Linked DNA regions of Mus musculus: all the other regions are linked to region 3. A link is a contact called in public promoter capture Hi-C data. All regions are on one chromosome and are shown on one strand. The core of a region is the stretch at or near the end of the contact, and the rest is flanking DNA. Distances in the headings are between cores, read along the strand shown.

Region 1 (2,700 bases), core at 96-2,595, 150 kb after region 3:
TGAATCAACAGTATTGGGAGGGGGTAGTAGTGTGCATTTGGCTTTCAATCATGATTTTGTCTCTACCTGAATCACTGTTATATAGAAGCTAAGACGAACTTCTGGACTCAAAAGGGTAGAAGGCAAGGTGTTTATTTTTCTTGGTGCAAAGAAGAAAGCATATTGAATTTCTGGAACGAAGCACAACGTACTATGACTTACAATAAACTCAAAGAACAAAAAGAAAGTTGATATATAAAATCTTAGTTAAGAAAGTTCATACATTCTAAGACTAGAATTCTCCAGTCTTTTCCTGGGTTGGCTACCCCTATGTAAGATGGTCTCTCCATTGGGTCCCCAAAACCAATTCTCAGATAAATGGTCAGAAACCTCACTAAGAGAAAAGTGTCTCATGGACAGTACCAAATACTCAGGTTGCACATAAGAAACAAGACTAGATAGGACCTGGAGGACGTGGTTAAAAAGGTAAGGCTAGGTCAGTAAGAGGGTGAGAGCTCAAACCTACCAATCAGTGATAGTCTAGAATGCAACAAGGCGAACTGAAATTCCACTTCTATGATAATACCTTGTTCAGTAACACTCCTCCTGGAGCTGAAGAGATGGCTCTGTGTCTGAGAGCACAGGCCCCTCTTCTAGAGGAGCAGAGAGTATGGTGCTCAGCACCTCTGAGCCAGTGGTGATTCCAACCCATATCTGCCTGGCTAGATCAGCTGGAGTTTTAGCTGCACAGTTCTAGGTATCTAGAAGGTATTTCTCTGTAACATGGCCAAGAATATTACAGCCAAGACCACACCTAACCCAGAATAATCTCTTTCCACTGTTTTCTTGGCAGGGACATTTATTTTCCCAGATTCTGGGGTTCTAAATCTAGAATCCATGGCTTACTCTGTCTTGTCTTTGGCTGTTTTTTTGTTTTTGTTTTTTAATGATATCTGGATAGTAGGTAGCATTCTGGAAAGAGTGTGTGTTCGGGAGGATTTCTCTAGTCTAGTGTGTGTGAGTTTCCTAGGGAACATGGGGAACAGTTTTCATATCATATACACATTACAGTCAGGAAAGCAAAATACAGAAATACAGTATATGATGGAAATAAGATAGAAGAAAGCCTCTTAGCTTGTCTTTTATGGAATGATCAAAACAGAGGCATACCCCTCAGATCCAAGAATTATTTCTCCTTTCTAATCATTCTCACTAAAAACTTCCTGCCAGTGTTCACAGAGCTCTATGAGAACATAATTATATTTCCTCTTTTTACAAAATGAAACCAAAACCAAAACAAGGAACTGCTGGGGCCCTGCAGGGAGCATAGGAGCAAGAGGGATAAACATGCACTCTGGGTAGACGTCCACACGCCATCTGCAGGCCACTGGATCCAGCCGACAGCTGTGCGTGCAGAGACTGAGGCCCAGGGCAAAGGCTGTGGGGTTACCTTGAAGTACATCAATTCATCCACTCACCAAAAGCCAAGGTTTTGCAGACTTAGGAGGCAGGAGTGTAACTGAGGCTCAGGATGACAATGATCTGACTTCTATTTCCATATTTAAGGCATTGTGCCAACCAAGAAGTTACATTCCTACTAACCAGAAAATTATGTCCCTACTATTTGAGAATGGAATTTGTGTTCGTTTCTTTTGAATGCTCTAACAGACTGAGCATTAAACAGACTCTGATATATGTGGCAGAGCATTGCGAGTCAGAGTCAATGTAACTCCTGGCTGTGTTGGAAGTCGATCCAGGCTTCTGTTATGGGGTGAGAAACATGGGAGCTGTATGAGAGGAGCATAGAAATCCTTCATGGAAAGCTGGACCCCAGGCCATGGACACATACATGGACAGCTTAATTTTAATTGAGCCTTAAGAGATCCAGAAGTGCCGGGTGGTGGTGGCGCATGCCTTTAATCCCAGCACTTGGGAGGCAGAGGCAGAGAGGCAGAGGCAGAGAGGCAGAGGCAGAGAGGCAGAGAGGCAGAGAGGCAGAGGCAGGCAGATTTCTGAGTTCAAGGCCAGAGAGAGAGAGAGAGAGAGAGAGAGAGAGAGAGAGAGAGAGAGAGAGAGAGAGAGAGATAGATCCATATATCCAGAAGTGATATGATATGTTATACTGGGGGGAAATACACATCTGAGATGTCTCCTAAGGGAGCTGGGATGTTTAGTCCTTCCAGATCTGGAGTGATCTGGACTGTATCCAGATGAACATAGTCATTGCTGTCTGTCTGTCTGTCTGTCCGCCCGCCCGCCCGTCCGTCCGTCCATCCATCTATCTATCTATTCACCTATCTATTTATAGAAAGAGTCTATATTGTCCTGGGTGTCCTGGAACTTGCTCTGTAGACCAGGCTGGCCTCTAAATCACAGAGATTCACCACCTCTGCCTCCTCATTGCAGGGATTAAAAGTGTGTGCCACCACACAGAGCTGAAATTTGTTTTTCTGACTCCTTGTAAAGAGGATTTCTTCGTCACAACTCAGTCTCCTGAATGGATCTGCCTATTTCTTGAGAGTAGCTGGACCAGAATTGCTGCTACAGGCACGTGAACTGGTTATGTTCCTCACAATTAATACAATGATTAACTTGTGCAGTCTTCTTGCTAATGGTGGTTTTCCCTCAGCAAATATTTATTGAGTATCTGCAGTGCAGCAGGCTGGGTTAGAGACTGGAAACACAACAGTAAAGAGAGCTGGCAAGGTCCTTTAATTACAG
Region 2 (2,700 bases), core at 142-2,641, 210 kb after region 3:
AATTTAGAATCCTTGTTATATTTATTTGTGTGGCTTTAGTGTGTGTGCCCTAGCACACACCATGGCATACAGATGGGGAGGAGGTGTAGCTTGCTGGATTCGGTTTGCACCTACCAGGCCCAGGGATTGATCACCAGCCTTGGAGGCTAGCACCTTTACCCACTGAGTCACCATGCTGGCTAGTGAGAGCAGGGCCCATAGGACTTGTTTCACCTCTGTATTTATCTTATTCACATTGCATACTTAAAACCACGACTGTAACACAGCAGAAGCTCAAGAAATATCTGTTCAGCCAGGCAGAGTGGAGCACACCTACAATCCTCTAAAGTCAGGAGGGGAAACAGAAGGAAGAATCAAGAAGCTCAAAGCCATCTCTGCCTACACAGGTTTAAAGGCCAGCTCAAGTTACAAGAGACCCTCCTTAAACTTCAGTAACCATAACAAATCTATGAAATAATGAATAAGTCTCTCTTATACCTGATATTTTTATGATTCTACTTAATATTCTGACTTCAAACAACATCTCAGCTAAAACTCTAAAATGCCAAGAAGTGCAGGGCCCACCTGAACTGAATTGTAATGAGGTAAGTATCTAAACAGGGGGCTAGAAGGGTATCAGGCAGGCCACTTTGACTGGGAGAAGACATGATGATTAAATAAAACTTTCCGAGAATACCTGAACCCCTGGAACCAGCAGCACTGTGTGCATATGCTGAGCACAACTGGCCAACTATGCCAGCTAAACCATTCTTGAGGCTGGGTGCAGTGTTACACAGAAGTGCTGTGTGACTTTTCTATGAGAAATGCACAGAAAACACTACAGGTGGCCAAAGAAAGAATTCTGCATGTGTCCAGATAAACATGAATTTATGGGAATTACTTGCAAAGGCATGGGTAACTCTTAGGAAACTGCATCCCCAAAAGCCCGACCCAAGCATACTCCAGCACCCCAAAACTGTTGTGCAGCTGAGGCCTGATTATATGAAGTGAGATGGGGTAAGGGGCTGGAATCTCAGGTAAGGGTGGGTCTGCAGTCATCAGTCTTCTCCTAGAAGGTAACGACCTCATCTTGTGGGATGTCTCAGGAAGCAATCACATCTGCTCTAATTTCAAGATGATAAAGGCATGTCACCCCCAGAAGACAGAGCTCCACAGCTATAATTCCAGAACTCAGGAGGCCACGGCAGGAGGACCATGAGTTTGAGGTCAGCCTGGGATACACAGTAGGAACCTATCTTAAAAACAAAGACAGACAAACCCACACAGCTGCACATACAATTAGATAAGACACGAAGAGTATGAAGGAGTAAAACCATGTCAGATGGCATGATCTCACATGTAGAAAACCCTCCAGAACTCACACAAAAGGACTACTAGAGCAGAGTTCAGCGCAGCTGCAGGACGCAAGATCAATGAACAAAACATCAATTATATTTCCAAATATTAACAGTGAACAAGTCTAAAGTCTAGAAAAACAAATTCATTTACAATAGCATCAAAATAATAAAATAGCCATGATAAACATAACCAAAGTGTAAGACTTGCATTCTTAAAACTATAAAACATGCAGTAGGAGACAACATAAATAAATGGAAGGATGCCTCGCATTCATGAGTTAGAAAACTCCAAAGTTGGAAGGTGACAACCTCCCTGACATGACCTGTAGATGGAATGCTTCCATTATCAATGCCATAGCAGCCCTTTTCTGCAGAGCCCATTGAGCAGATTTAATAGAAACACAAGGAGTATGGAAAAGCTAACCTTACATCCAAAGGGTCAAAGCTGGATGACAGGTAAGGCATGAATTCAGACTTATTTCAAGAAAGCCAGTTTGATATCTGTTCAAATGGTCTGTAGATTCTTAGCACCACAGAACACAACAAATACTAAGAGCTCCTCCACCCTGCCAAGTGTTCAGGTCAGAGTTCAGACACACACATACATGTTATTGTTGCCTACAGAACCCAGAGTAAAGTTCATCTTGCAGCAGTGCTACACTCAAGGTCCTTACTGTCGCCGTCTGTAGACGCACTTCCAGGAAGCTGAAGGGCAGCATGCAGAGAGAGAACGTTTACGGCATGTTTTCCTGTTAAAGATGGTAAATTAGCGGTGCTGCCAGTACCTTTTCCCGTGGAGTTGCTTCACTGCCTACCTCAGCTACAAGTCTGACTTGAGGCTTATAGTCAAGTTATTTTTCTCACTGGCCTGGGAGTCATAAGAAGCCAGTGACCCCCAGGGATGTGACTGGCTTCACCTCCCTAGTGCTAGGATTACAAGTACATGCTACCAAGTCTGGCTTTTTTTTTTTTTTAATTTATTTATTTATTATATGTAAGTACACTGTAGCTGTCTTCAGACGCTCCAGAAGAGGGCGTCTGATTTAATTACAGATGGTTGTGAGCCACCATGTGGTTGCTGGGATTTAAACTCAGGACCTCTGGAAGAGCAATCAGAGCTCTTAACCACTGAGCCATCTCTCCAGCCCGAAGTTTGGCTTTTTTATGTGGGTTCTCAGGACCAAACCCAAGTCTTTGAACTCATTGCACACCAAGTGATTTACTGATGGAGGCATATCCCTAGCCCGAAAACTGTGTGTGTTCCTATATTTGTGGTGCATATGTGTGCACTCAGGGTGGCCAAAGGGTGACCTCAAGTCTCACTTTTCAGAGGCCATTGCCTGATTTTGGAGAAAGGTCTCTC
Region 3 (2,700 bases), core at 38-2,537:
TATTCTTCTGGGCACAAAAAAAAAAAAAAAAAGTGATGAAGCGGAACTGACGGACTCTCTACACCTGCTGTACGCATTGACCTTTTAATATTTCTTCAACAGCTATGTCACAAGCATCACGTACACAGAGATACAACAGGACACCGGAGAGTGCAGCAAGCTGTATGCAGCCCCCCACACCCCTCCTGGCTGTCCCAGAACCAGACTGTGAAATGTACATTATTACTGTCAATAAATAGAGAAGCAACCCTAACAAAAAATACAGTGGTAGAAGGAAGCCGGGACCAGGAAAAACAAACGACAATTCTTAAAAAAAAGAATTAGGAAAAGAGAGAGCTAGGAAGAGGAACCGAAAGAGGACCAGGGGGGACCGGGGAAGGTTCTGGAAGGTCCTGCACTTAGCTGCGTGGAATGTGGAGTCAAAGCGCTCTGCCACCGGGGTCAAAGCGAATTCGTCTGTAACAGTAAAAGTTATTACCAAATCAGCTACGGAGTTTATGTTGTAGTATGAATACATGATTTCCCACAAGTAAGCACCCGCTACTTCGATGTCTCAGCTAAAACACGTGAAATCGCTCACTTAGTTTTCAAGTACAAAGTTAAAATGCCTTTTTAATAATAATATATCAGAGTAAAATAATAGTCTCTTTTAAACTCCACTACAAGAAAACAAAACAGAACATCATTGTCCAGACAGCAGACTTAATTTAACAATATATATTTTTAATAAAATGTGTTTAGCACCGTGTTGAGTCACCTCCTCCCTCTGCGTATTCTAAGGAATTTCAGTGATTGTTGTTTCTGTAGAATTCTACGGCCGGGCAATCAAATTAGTCTGTAAAATGGGACTATGTGAGACTTTAGACCACTGCTCATGCCCTCAGGCTTGGTGCTGGGTTAAACCCACTCTATGGCCACTCTATGAGCCCACAAACGAAGCTTGTCCCGGTAGGGGAGCCAGTTAATAGAGTTCTGGGGTCCCCTGGAGAAGCTTTGAATCCCTACCAGCAAAGGGCCTTCCATAGATCTCCATCTTGGCCTGCCTCTTGGTCTCAGCGCCTACTCCAGTGTCTGGGCTAGAGACTTGTCTCCAACCAAAGGCTAACCTTAGCGGTGTCTTGGAAGCCTGCAAGGACAAGGCCTTTCCTCCCAAAGTTCAGCTTTCTCTACACAAACATACACAAGCTCACAATGACCCCGATCAACCGAGTCCTTTCCTTCGGACTTCTGACCCAGCACTGCTCCTAGTGCTGATACTGCCTGGATGGGACAGGATCAATTGGAAAGGGCCACTAAGTCCACCTCCTCACAGGGTGGCTCTGCCAAGTGAACAAGTCAGCACTGCCACTCATCCCAAGCCCTGGGAGCCGCCAAGCGTCAAACTCAGATCCAAACACAGGCCTGCTTGGAAACTCAGCTGCAGTGGTCACGTAGCCCCAGCTCACAGCCAGGGCTCTTACAGTGACAGTTCCTGAAGACCTTGTAGTGCCATAAAAGCTCTGCACCAACCAGACAGGCCCAGGAATTTTCTTCTACTCTCTGGACACACTGTACAGTAAAGAATAGAGAAACCAACAATTTGTATCTTCCTGTAAACACACTCCTTCAAAGTGGCTCAGCCTAACTCCAATCCTAAGCCAGCAAGTGAGGACCACAGCACCCCCAGAACAGAGACACTATTGGGGAGGGTAGATGCTGTTGATGTTGGCCTCCACTCATTGCTCCTGCATCCACACTTCAGTCATTTGCCAAAAGCCACAGGGATCTTTATGCCTGCGGATCTTTCTACCTGCTGCCATACTCAGCCCGGCCACAAAAGTGACTCGGTCCAGGAGGCTCTTTAGGGGACCTCAGCTTTCTAACAGGGTATTCCACAGCAGAGAAACAGCCGACTGCAGGCTCCCGGGCTTACTGGGTCCTATGAGAGGAATTAGCACCAGCTTGGGACCCCGCTGGTATGTGTGCCTCCTCAGGAGGCCTTAGTTCTGTGACCCTGGTGCTAGCACCAGCTACCTCCCCTGGGCAAGGGCCACAGATCTTCACAAATCTTCACACTTACACGGCACCTGCTGAGAGGTGGCTGTCACCCAGTCCCCAGCACCTTAGTTTCTAGGGAAAACAAGCCTAGTCTTTGGAAAGGAAAGCCCACAGGGAACCTCCCATGACTGAATCCAGCTTCAGCCCCACCTGCAGTGAGCTAGTTCCTAGATGCACTGCAAACTCCCCACAACCTCCCCTCAGCTACCCCAGCATCCCAGCAGCTCTCCTCAGAGGTGACCCTAGAAGCCGCACTTGGGGTAGAGACGGATGAATAGCCAGATTGGCACAGTCCCAAAGACACCCCTCCCCAAAAGATATTGGGGGCTAACTCGCCTGGTGCCCTCACACTATGGTAAGACTAAGCCTACAGATGGGGCTGGAAGGAAAGCTAGAGAAGGCCACCCGATGCCCGCCCCATGAGGAGTCCATCAGGGACCGTGTCAGGTCAGTACTGGTCAGCCACCTGGAAGCCTCTACTCAGTCCCTTGGGAACTCCTCCTCCTGAGCCCTCACACTAACCCCAGGCACGGGAGCACCAGGCCCAGCTGAGGCGGCACTAGGCTCCTGGGAAAGGCTAGCTTCGTCACATATGCGGTGGGCAGAGATGGCCTTTGAAGACAGTCCTGACAGGAGCTGGGAAGACCTTGCCATTGCTAGAGG

Evidence for each region. Promoter capture Hi-C pulls out the DNA fragments that hold promoters and counts their contacts.
Region 1: a promoter capture Hi-C map of liver shows a contact between it and region 3, with 1.9 times the contacts expected there. The contact joins two enhancer-like sites. A contact is called at or near these places in 1 of 39 promoter capture datasets (liver), 3 of 115 datasets of contacts at active chromatin or transcription factors (a beta-TC-6 cell line, bone marrow-derived macrophages and thymic regulatory T cells) and 3 of 9 other capture datasets (adipose tissue, embryonic stem cells and liver).
Region 2: a contact with region 3 is called in a promoter capture Hi-C map of liver, with 2.5 times the contacts expected there. The contact joins two enhancer-like sites. A contact is called at or near these places in 10 of 39 promoter capture datasets (the 3T3-L1 cell line, 3T3-L1-derived adipocytes, the C10 cell line and 5 more), 2 of 15 datasets of contacts at CTCF or cohesin (large pre-B cells and pro-B cells), 5 of 484 Hi-C or Micro-C datasets (adipose-derived mesenchymal stem cells, bone marrow-derived macrophages, myocytes and 2 more), 3 of 115 datasets of contacts at active chromatin or transcription factors (astrocytes, embryonic stem cells and microglia) and 2 of 9 other capture datasets (adipose tissue and liver).

Annotation. Positions count from the first base shown.
Region 1 is chr12:3,758,251-3,760,950 of GRCm38.p6, reverse strand. The region is part of intron 15 of Dtnb (dystrobrevin, beta); the gene reads right to left. Among named protein-coding and RNA genes, the nearest start is that of Dnmt3a, 47 kb to the left of the region's middle. Within about 2 kb of position 1,345, at least 112 of the 459 cell types and tissues checked have an H3K27ac peak or open chromatin away from gene starts, as enhancers often do. A contact at or near this core is called in liver, where this site is marked.
Region 2 is chr12:3,702,367-3,705,066 of GRCm38.p6, reverse strand. The region is part of intron 9 of Dtnb (dystrobrevin, beta); the gene reads right to left. Among named protein-coding and RNA genes, the nearest start is that of Dnmt3a, 100 kb to the left of the region's middle. Within about 2 kb of position 1,391, at least 7 of the 459 cell types and tissues checked have an H3K27ac peak or open chromatin away from gene starts, as enhancers often do. A contact at or near this core is called in liver, where this site is marked.
Region 3 is chr12:3,910,713-3,913,412 of GRCm38.p6, reverse strand. It overlaps Dnmt3a (DNA methyltransferase 3A), which reads right to left. Exons shown (of 23, transcript NM_007872.4): 23 at 1-2,700. Among named protein-coding and RNA genes, the nearest start is that of Gm31623, 17 kb to the right of the region's middle. Within about 2 kb of position 1,287, at least 9 of the 459 cell types and tissues checked have an H3K27ac peak or open chromatin away from gene starts, as enhancers often do. A contact at or near this core is called in liver, where this site is marked.